Linked DNA regions of Anser cygnoides: region 2 is linked to region 1. Evidence: chromatin contacts called from public Hi-C data. All regions are on one chromosome and are shown on one strand. Each heading gives the region's core, a stretch centred on a gene start, on an enhancer-like site or on the middle of the called end of the contact. The rest is flanking DNA. Distances are from core to core; before and after follow the strand shown.

What was found. A called contact is a pair of places that touch in the nucleus more often than the background predicts.
Region 2: a Hi-C map of liver shows a contact between it and region 1, with 3 times the contacts expected there. The contact joins the promoter of TAPT1 here to the promoter of LOC106035386 in region 1. A contact is called at or near these places in 3 of 7 Hi-C or Micro-C datasets (all in liver).

Annotation. Positions count from the first base shown.
Region 1 is chr4:15,837,925-15,842,349 of Taihu_goose_T2T_genome, forward strand. LOC106035386 reads left to right here and starts at 1,854. Exons shown (of 17, transcript XM_066995830.1): 1 at 1,854-1,906; 2 at 3,151-3,285; 3 at 3,980-4,093. The coding sequence starts at 1,854.
Region 2 is chr4:16,072,188-16,076,127 of Taihu_goose_T2T_genome, forward strand. It overlaps TAPT1 (transmembrane anterior posterior transformation 1), which reads right to left and starts at 1,393. Exons shown (of 15, transcript XM_048046954.2): 1 at 1,080-1,393. The coding sequence starts at 1,389. It overlaps LOC136790644 (a long non-coding RNA gene), which reads left to right and starts at 3,470. Exons shown (of 3, transcript XR_010830970.1): 1 at 3,470-3,932.

The DNA of each region.
Region 1 (4,425 bases), core at 604-3,103:
GCTGCTCGGGGTGGGCGGCGCGCGTGCGCAGTGGTGGTGGCGCGGTGGTGTGAGGCGGGGAGCACAGCCAGGCCCCAGAAGGGGGGGGGGGAACTGAGGAGGGGGTCCCAAGCACGGCTGTCCCTCACCCTCGGGGTGCCTGTGCTGGAGGCACTGCGCCTTCTGAACATTGTGTTAAGCTGGGGAGCAGTAGAAATTTCACTCTGTTGACATGCGATGAATAAAAATGCCCCCCCCTCTCTTCCCCCCCAAAATGGAGGGGGTGACCATATGTCTGTATGTGAGGAAAGGGAGGAGTGTCTGCAAAGGAACCGGGGTTTGGGGGGTAGGTGGACGTGTCCCCCACCGGGCTGCTGTGGGGATCTTCTCCCAGCCCCTGGCAGCAGTGGTGGCGGCTCCCAGCCCTCCATGCTGTCCTTGCTTCTCCTTGCTTCGTGTCTGAGACAAAAGGAGCAGGAACGCCGCCCTTGGGTGCTCACCCACTCCTATCGAAACAAAAGAAGCAGGAATGCTCAGCAGAATTGAGATTACAAATTAATCTGGCAAAAGGCGTTCGTAACTGCCGAACGACCTGCCAGTACGTAACCAACGTCCCCAAATTGCATTTTCAACCGTACAGTGCATGCAGCACAACTTCCTGGCTGAAAACTCCTCCATGCAAAGTCAGTGGCGTATGTTTGATAGACTAAAAGCTGGCCAGGTTAAAAATCTAAGCAACTACTTGTAAACAAATTGAAATACTTTGAGCAAAGGCACACATACGTCTTAGCCCAGTACTCCTCACTGTGCTAATGCTCGGGAATAAAATGTGAAATCCTTGGTAAAATTAATAGATAATGAGGAGAGATCACGTGTTGAGGATTATCTAGATCACACAGCACACATAATCCTTTTATCTCTTTATCTACGGAAATGATGCTTAAGCAATTGCAGCACTGGGTGTTTCCTTTTCCATTCATCCTTTCCGCTTCCAAGAACTTTTGAGCATGTTGACCTACTTAGTCATATTTGACAAAGGTGCACAAATCTTGGAAGATTAAATTTGTGCAACTCTGGGGAAAAAAAAAAATAGCAGTTACACAAGAGAAAGAAAGCAAGGCAAAACAGAGGTATTGTACAGCTGGCCAGCCAGCAGATGGTTGCATTTCCTTCTCGGCTAGTAAACACAACTCTGGTTTTGGAGGCAGTGCATGTGTTTCTTGCAAAGGGTGTCACAGCACACGAGGAAGCGGGGAGACTTGGGTTACTGCTGTAGGTAGAATTTATGAACCAAAGATGCAAACCCTCAAGAAACAGAGGCTGGTGAACTCTGTTGCTTAGAGGAGCTTGCAATATGGGCAGTTTCAAGGTCATATTTCAAAGCCTAAAACAGGAAATCACACAGAATTGGGGTTATTCTGCCAGGAGTTAATGCCTGAGTAATAGTAGGGGATTAACGCTCCCCCGTTTGCCTCCCTTCCGCTGGAAGCTACCACTCCCATGTGGCAGAAATAACAAGAGAGAACGTGTCTATTCCTCATCTTCCAGGGATTCAGAACATAAATATTTGCTGAATTTCATGGTAGTTTGAGTTAATATTTGGTTTGTGAACTAGACTATCTCCAAGGCAGATGTGCTGTAAATTTTGCTGACTCCGGTTCATGGGCAGACTTCTCTTCTAGGAGAGAGGGACAGAGAGCAGGGGACAGTGATCTGCATCCAGTGTGATCTGCCAGAGCGTGGGAGGCAAGATTAAAAATTTGTATTTTTCATGGACTACCTTAAGGGGAGACTTGGTCATTTTCTACAAGACTTTACATGGAGAGAAGATTTCTGAGGTTAGATTCTTCATTAACATAACAGAAAAAGACATCATGAGATCCAGTGACTGGAAGCTAAAGGTAAACAAGTTCAGGCCAGAGCTAAGGTATGACTCTTAAGGCTATCTAACTGTGGGAAAAATTTCCCTGGAGGTGTGTTAGGTCAGCCATCACATGAAGTATTTAAATCAAAGCTAACAAATTAGAAATGGCTGTGCTGAGTCACATCAGAAGTCCATCTGGCTCGATGTTGTATTTCTCCAAGTGGCCAGTGAAGAAAGGAAGCTTGACAGGGATGAGGTGGGGATCCCAGCAATTACTGAACCCGCTTCCATTCCCTCCGGCACGTTATGACAGTTCATGTCCTTTTTGCAGAACACCACCGAGCAGCCCCTACATTTTCTTTGGGAAGTTGTTGAGCCCTAACCTGGTGTGTCCTTGCAGAAGAGCCATTCTAAAACTCTGTATCTATCTTTTCAAGTTAACCTGTGTGTTTCTAAACAGAAATTTTAGTCTTGATGAAAAATTAGTGAAAATTTCTACTTGTTTCTATGTAGAAGTTCCCATCAGTGATGCCTCTGGTATCTCTTCTGAAATTATTGGGCAAAACTTGTCTGCAGTGAAGTCAATGGTAAAAAAAAAAAAAAAAAAAAAAAAAAAAAACTTTCCTTGACTTCCATGGATGGTTGTTCTCTCTAATCCTGAATCCAAAACAGTAGACTTTAAACCATGTGACTAACATGCCCCATCAGTATGGCCATGTTTCAGAGAGGTTATGAAGGGAAATAGGGAGGAAAAGCACTGAAGCAGTAACCGGAGTAAAGTACAGCATTTGGTGTGTCTCCACCATACCAAGCCCAACATTGCACATCTATTTCTGGGCAAGTCTTGCTTTCCTAAAGAACCTGCTGCAGATAACAAGTGAACTTGTTATCTTTCTATCACATTTGCAGGAGAAATCCATCATCAGCAATTTACTCAAAGATTAGAAAGATTTTGCCTTCAGCAATATGCGTTAAGTGAGAACTGGTGCATCAACATATAACTAGCATATATCTATAGCACTATATAAATAAATACAGAAATAATAAAGGTGTGTGTATTCACTGAGGCATGGAGACTGCTCAACAGAAAAAGAACGGGGATGTTTTTCAGAAACGTGAGTCTGTACAAAAAATACTCTCAAGTTAAAAAAAATTAATAATTGTTCTAAAGAGAGGGAAAAGTATTTGGCTGTATTTACAGCAGTGTATACCACAGGATATTTACAATGAAAAGTGCTTTCATTTATACCACTTGATGTTCTAACACAGTACTTGTGCAAGAAGAAATGGGAGGCAGAATAAAAGTAAACGGAAGTTGAAGATATTTCTTCAGGGCACAGGAAGTGTCTTAATCCTTCCTGGCTGACATATTTGTTCCTGCAAGACATTTTTGTTCATAAGGAAGCCTCGAAAACAACTATTATCACATTAAACAAATTGCTGTAAGTACCCTGGGCAGAAGGAGAAAAAGAGCTGACTAATGTTACCCATATGTGTGACACAAGTTAACATTGGAATTTGGGTTCTTACGAGATCAGCATCTATGTATTTCAATTTCTTTGTTCTTGATATGTATTTCAACATTTATTTTCCGCCTTTACGGAAATCCATGCAAAAAGTGTAGACCTTTCTTAGAAATAAATGAAATTGCAAGCACTTGTGGTGTTTTAGGAAGCTGAAGCATGGCAATAAAGCAAACCTAAGGCACTGTAAATACTTAATTTGTAAATACTAAATGTGGTAAATGTATCCTGAATACTGAAATATAATTTAATTCTCCCCAGTTACCACCAGGTGGCAACATCATAACCTTAAAAGTTGTTTTTTTTCTGAAGTAGAGAACATTTAGATATAAGGAAGTGATGTATCCCGTTGCTACATTCATTGCAGGAAACAGTACGATTACATTCTCCGACAAGGTTCAGATTTCTGCCCAACTTTGTCATTTGTGTAGAGAACTACAGCCACTATTGAAGACATTAAATGTTAAGCCTCCTGGTTTCCATTGAACTTGTATCATTTAACTCTCCTTTTTATTTTTTTAATTTATTTTTTTAAGAACTCGTGTTGTCAAGAATTCACGATGAAGAGCCTTTTTTTGTCTCTCTTACTAGTCTCTATTCTGTGTATGAACAGCTTTTCAGAAGTGCGAGGAAGGAAATGGAAAGGTGAAGGTACGACACAAAACTTGGAAAGCATTTTCATTGGAAGGTGTTATGACTATATCAGAATTGTGAATCCTGCTGTTGGGTAAGTTTTTGCATGTTTCTGGATTAGTTTTTACGTTCTGTATGAAATAATCAGTAATCAAAAGTCTGATGTTTCATTCCTAGCCATGAAAGTATTGAAGCCAACATTCATGTAGCTTTCTAGAAACAAAAATTGAACTTTGATGGATGATGTAATAACAAGCAGTGTAAATAAGGCAAGATTTTTAATGCTTCAACTTCATGTTGCACATTTTTACCCTAGTAATACAGTGTTCTGTGAGGAGAGTGCTGCACAGAAACCGTGGGGATGTTACTTCTAAAGCACCAAATCTGGCAACACTCCTAGGAAGACCAGCTTCACTTTGCATGTGT
Region 2 (3,940 bases), core at 143-2,642, 230 kb after region 1:
TAACCACTCTATTAAGTATAAGGTGCTAAAATAGTTGGTTGGAAGTTTACCAACATCAAATCAACTTGGCCATGTCATTTAGATGTCATTTATCTATGGTGTAGATGTCAACCATGTCATTTAGATGACAATTTTTACTTTTTATGAACGAGGCTGGGCTAAATTTCAGAAGTTACTTGATGGATACCTAAAATAATCAGTTCAAGTATAAATGTAAATAAAACTGTGTAAAGGCCGTTACTGTCAATCTACTTTCTCTTATTATTTTTCCCTGTGAAATCATTAGGTAGGAAAACACAGTCAGTGAGAAACTCTTCTAACACTCCGCATAGGATTTCAAGGCTCTAATAACACAGCTACTTTCAGTAGTAGAGGAAAAGACTATTATGTTGATAATTACGTGTACCTAACAAGCAATGTTTAACGATGAAGCGTGTTTCGTGCCTCAGGAAGAAAGCCAAGTTGTGTGCCCCAGACCCGAGGAGCGGAGCTGAGGACACAGAACTGCTCTGCCCCTGTGGCTCTCCGGAGCCAGTCCTCAGCAGGCTGCAGGTTTAACAACCCCATTTTTAACATCAGCGCGAAGCTTTCCCGTTACAGACACCCTTATAACTTAAAAAAAGCGTCCGGACACCGATCGGTTAACGCGCTAGGTGAAACTTCAGTGCTCTCATCGCCCTTTATGAACACGCTCGTCTGAAGAGATGAGGGTGGACGGGGCGAGTGTAGGAGCTTCGCTTCACCGATGGGGCCGAGCTGGGCGGCTGAGAGCAAAGCAAAGGGGGCAGAAGGGCCTCAGCCGCCAGCCGAGCCCCGTTCCCTGCCCTTCCTTTCCCTCCTCTCCTCACGGAGCCGCCAACAACGCCGCTCCCCGCACCCCGGCGCACTTTTTGAAGTCTCTCGCCCAAGTTCGCGAAGGCGGCGGCGGCGGCAGCGCCCTCAGCCCCGCCTCGGGCACCCGCTGAGGCTGACCCGGTCCCTCAGCCGGGCTGAGAGGAGCCGGGACAGCCCCGCCGGGGTCCTCCCCGCTCCCCGCAGCCCCTCGGGCCGCCGCCTCCCTCCCCGCCGCCGCTCCTCACCCGAGAGCCCCCTCTTCTTCTTCCTGCCCCGGTCGCTCTCGTAGAAGCCCAGCGTCTCCGTCCGCTGCTGCGGGGCCGCCTGCGGCTCGCTGCTCCCCCACAGAGTCTTGGGCTCCCCGCGGCAGCCCTCCTGCTGCTGGGGCTGCGGCTGCTGCGGCGGCGGCTGCTGCTGCTCCGGGGCGCCGCCGCGCCGCCCTTCCCCGCCGCTCCCCGGCGCGGCGGCGTCGGCAACGCCGGCCATGTTCGCCGCCCGCTCCGCGCTGGCCGCCCCCGAGCCCCGCGCCGCGCCGCGCCCCTGCCGCTGACTCATCACCGTGCGACGGCGGCGCCGCGCGGCCCGGCCCGGCCGCCGCTACAGAGCCGAGCGCGGGGCGGGGACGGGGGCGAAGCCGGCGCGGCGCCATCTTGTGCGGCCCCGCCGCCGTTAACCGCTTGCGCGCCGGCAGCCCGGCGATGCCTCCGCTGCGAGCCTCCCCCTCCTCTCCGAGCCTCCCCCCGCCCAGCTGGGGCCCTCGGGGCGTATTCGGGTTCTGTTTATATCGTGGGGTGGGAATAAAGATGGTTGTGTGAGGGAAGAGGTCTTGCGTGTCTTCTTGTTGGTGCAAAGGGCGCGCGTGGAAAGGTCGCGCGGGCTCAGGGGCAGTAGTGCAAAGCAGCTTTAAGGTTATTAATCTACGCCGCACTGCACAAATAAGGCCGTGATTGGAAAAGGAAAGTGAGAGGTGAATTATTAACTGTAAAGCCAACGGGACTTCAATGTGCTTGTTGGACCTGACCTCGCACTTCAGGTCAGCGGCCTGCTGTCCGTGTTTGTGCGGCACTTTGTGCAGGAGGCCTCCGGAAGGAGACGCCGTCTGTGAGCCAGCCTGTGTGAAGGATGGTGCTGCTGCGGTCGTCTGGTGTGCCCAGGGCTCACGGCAGCCCACCGGGTCCTGGACCACCTGTGCCATGCTCCGTGGGACCACAAACACCAACACACCCAACCGGCCCCCAAACCAGCCCTCAAGGCGGCATAAACTCTTGCAATTTGGGAAGTGCCGAGGCTGAAAATGCCATTGGTTAGTTGCAGTGGTCATAGCGGGGTTATTAATGAATAATAATTGTTCCTGTTTCAAAGCGCTTAGAATGTATAGAGGAGTAAACATGAATATAAGAAGTAGGTTGCTCAAGGTAAAGGCAGAATACTTGTTTGAAGAAGGAATTCACATGGGCACAAGGACAAAATACCTGGCCTGAATTTCAAGTACAAGATCTCCTTCACATTCACTTCTCGTGTTCTTATCATGCGTTCAGAGGCCAGATTCGTTCAGCTTAATATTTAGCCACTTATCCTGGGAAAACAAGGAGTGCTTTATTCTTTCTTTGGAAGACCACAGTGTGCGTAGTTTTCTTCTAAAACTCTACCTCTAAGTTAATTGAACAAAGAGTTGTCTCAAAGAGCATTTCAGGCCTTGGATGGTCTGAAAGTGCCCATTTCCACTGCCATTAATGCTTCTAGATGCCTAAAATCATGTAGGATTAATGAAGGTCCTGATGTTTTCAGGCCATGGAGAGCTTTTTAAAATGTATAATAACATCAAACAGAGAACTAACAATGATAGTTACAATACATCAACAGTTTTGTCTTCTCCCTTCTTTTCTCTGTGGGTGTAAAAAGCAATTGAAAAATAGGATGTGGAGCAGAAGTCCCTAAAAAATATTTGAAAAATTCCTCTTAGCAGGAAAGCTGCTGCAGTCCATGCAAAGTTACATGACACCCTGAGAGACTGCTTCTCTCCTCCCAGCTGTGTGCAATAGCTATGTCTATCTGTAAGATGCATTGCACGATCTTTAAGGACAACAAATTGTCACAACCTCGTTATCAATCTTATCCAAATGAAGGCATTTGCAGCATCAAGCATCCTCTAACAACCAGCTGTGTCTTCCTTCGGGCCCACTGAGAAGCTATCAAATGAATTGCCTTGCACTGGTTGTGACAGCACATACATTTTTTTTTGCATCTTGGGTTAACCCAAGATAACCTCGATTAGTTTACAAAATATTCCAGTTTTTCATTCAAAGTAGTTCAGCTGAAGGCACAATAATAGTACGACTGCAGAAATTTTAAGCCAAGAATTCACTTGTATTTTTGACACCTCAAAAGCATATGAGCAGATATTCTCAAATTACTACCCACAGAGTCCCTGCATATGTTTTTCCTGAGCCTTACATTCCTTTTGTAACCTGTCACAATTTTGAAGTGCTCTTTTACATGTGCAGAGATGTGTGTGTTTCAACTATTACATGTGGTATTTTAGCAAGTTGGCCACTTCAAGAAGGTAAATGCAACTGTAGCAAAATCCGGCCCCAAGGTATTTGAGTCTTTGAACTGACAAATGCAGAGGGGAAAAGTTGTTTAGCGAAAAATTTTTAGCAGTGTTGATTTAGGAAGTAGTGGCTCATTACGATATCTGCTGTTGGGAATTATCTGGGGCCATCTGCTGTTTGGGCATGAGAAGCAGTATTTTGTTGCTTTTCATAGCTTATCTGCTATGAGACATGCTACTCATACTCTGCATGTGACTCTGCAAAGGGTCAGAATCCACTTTGCAGTTTCATAACTATTCACCTTTTTTTTTTTTTTTTTTTTTCCTGAAGCGATTTTCCTGGAACAAGACACTATCCTGTATGTATTCCCACAGATGGAATTTCGCTGTTTTCTGAGAGACATTTAGCAGGGAGAATGGTTTCAAAATAACGACTCCAATGAGAAAAATGCAGCTTCATTCATATAGCAGTGGAAAACATTTGGGTAGTCGTGGAGTGAATGCAGGCTGGGAATAAAAATCTACTTGAATTTTATTAGAAAAATAAGTACGTAA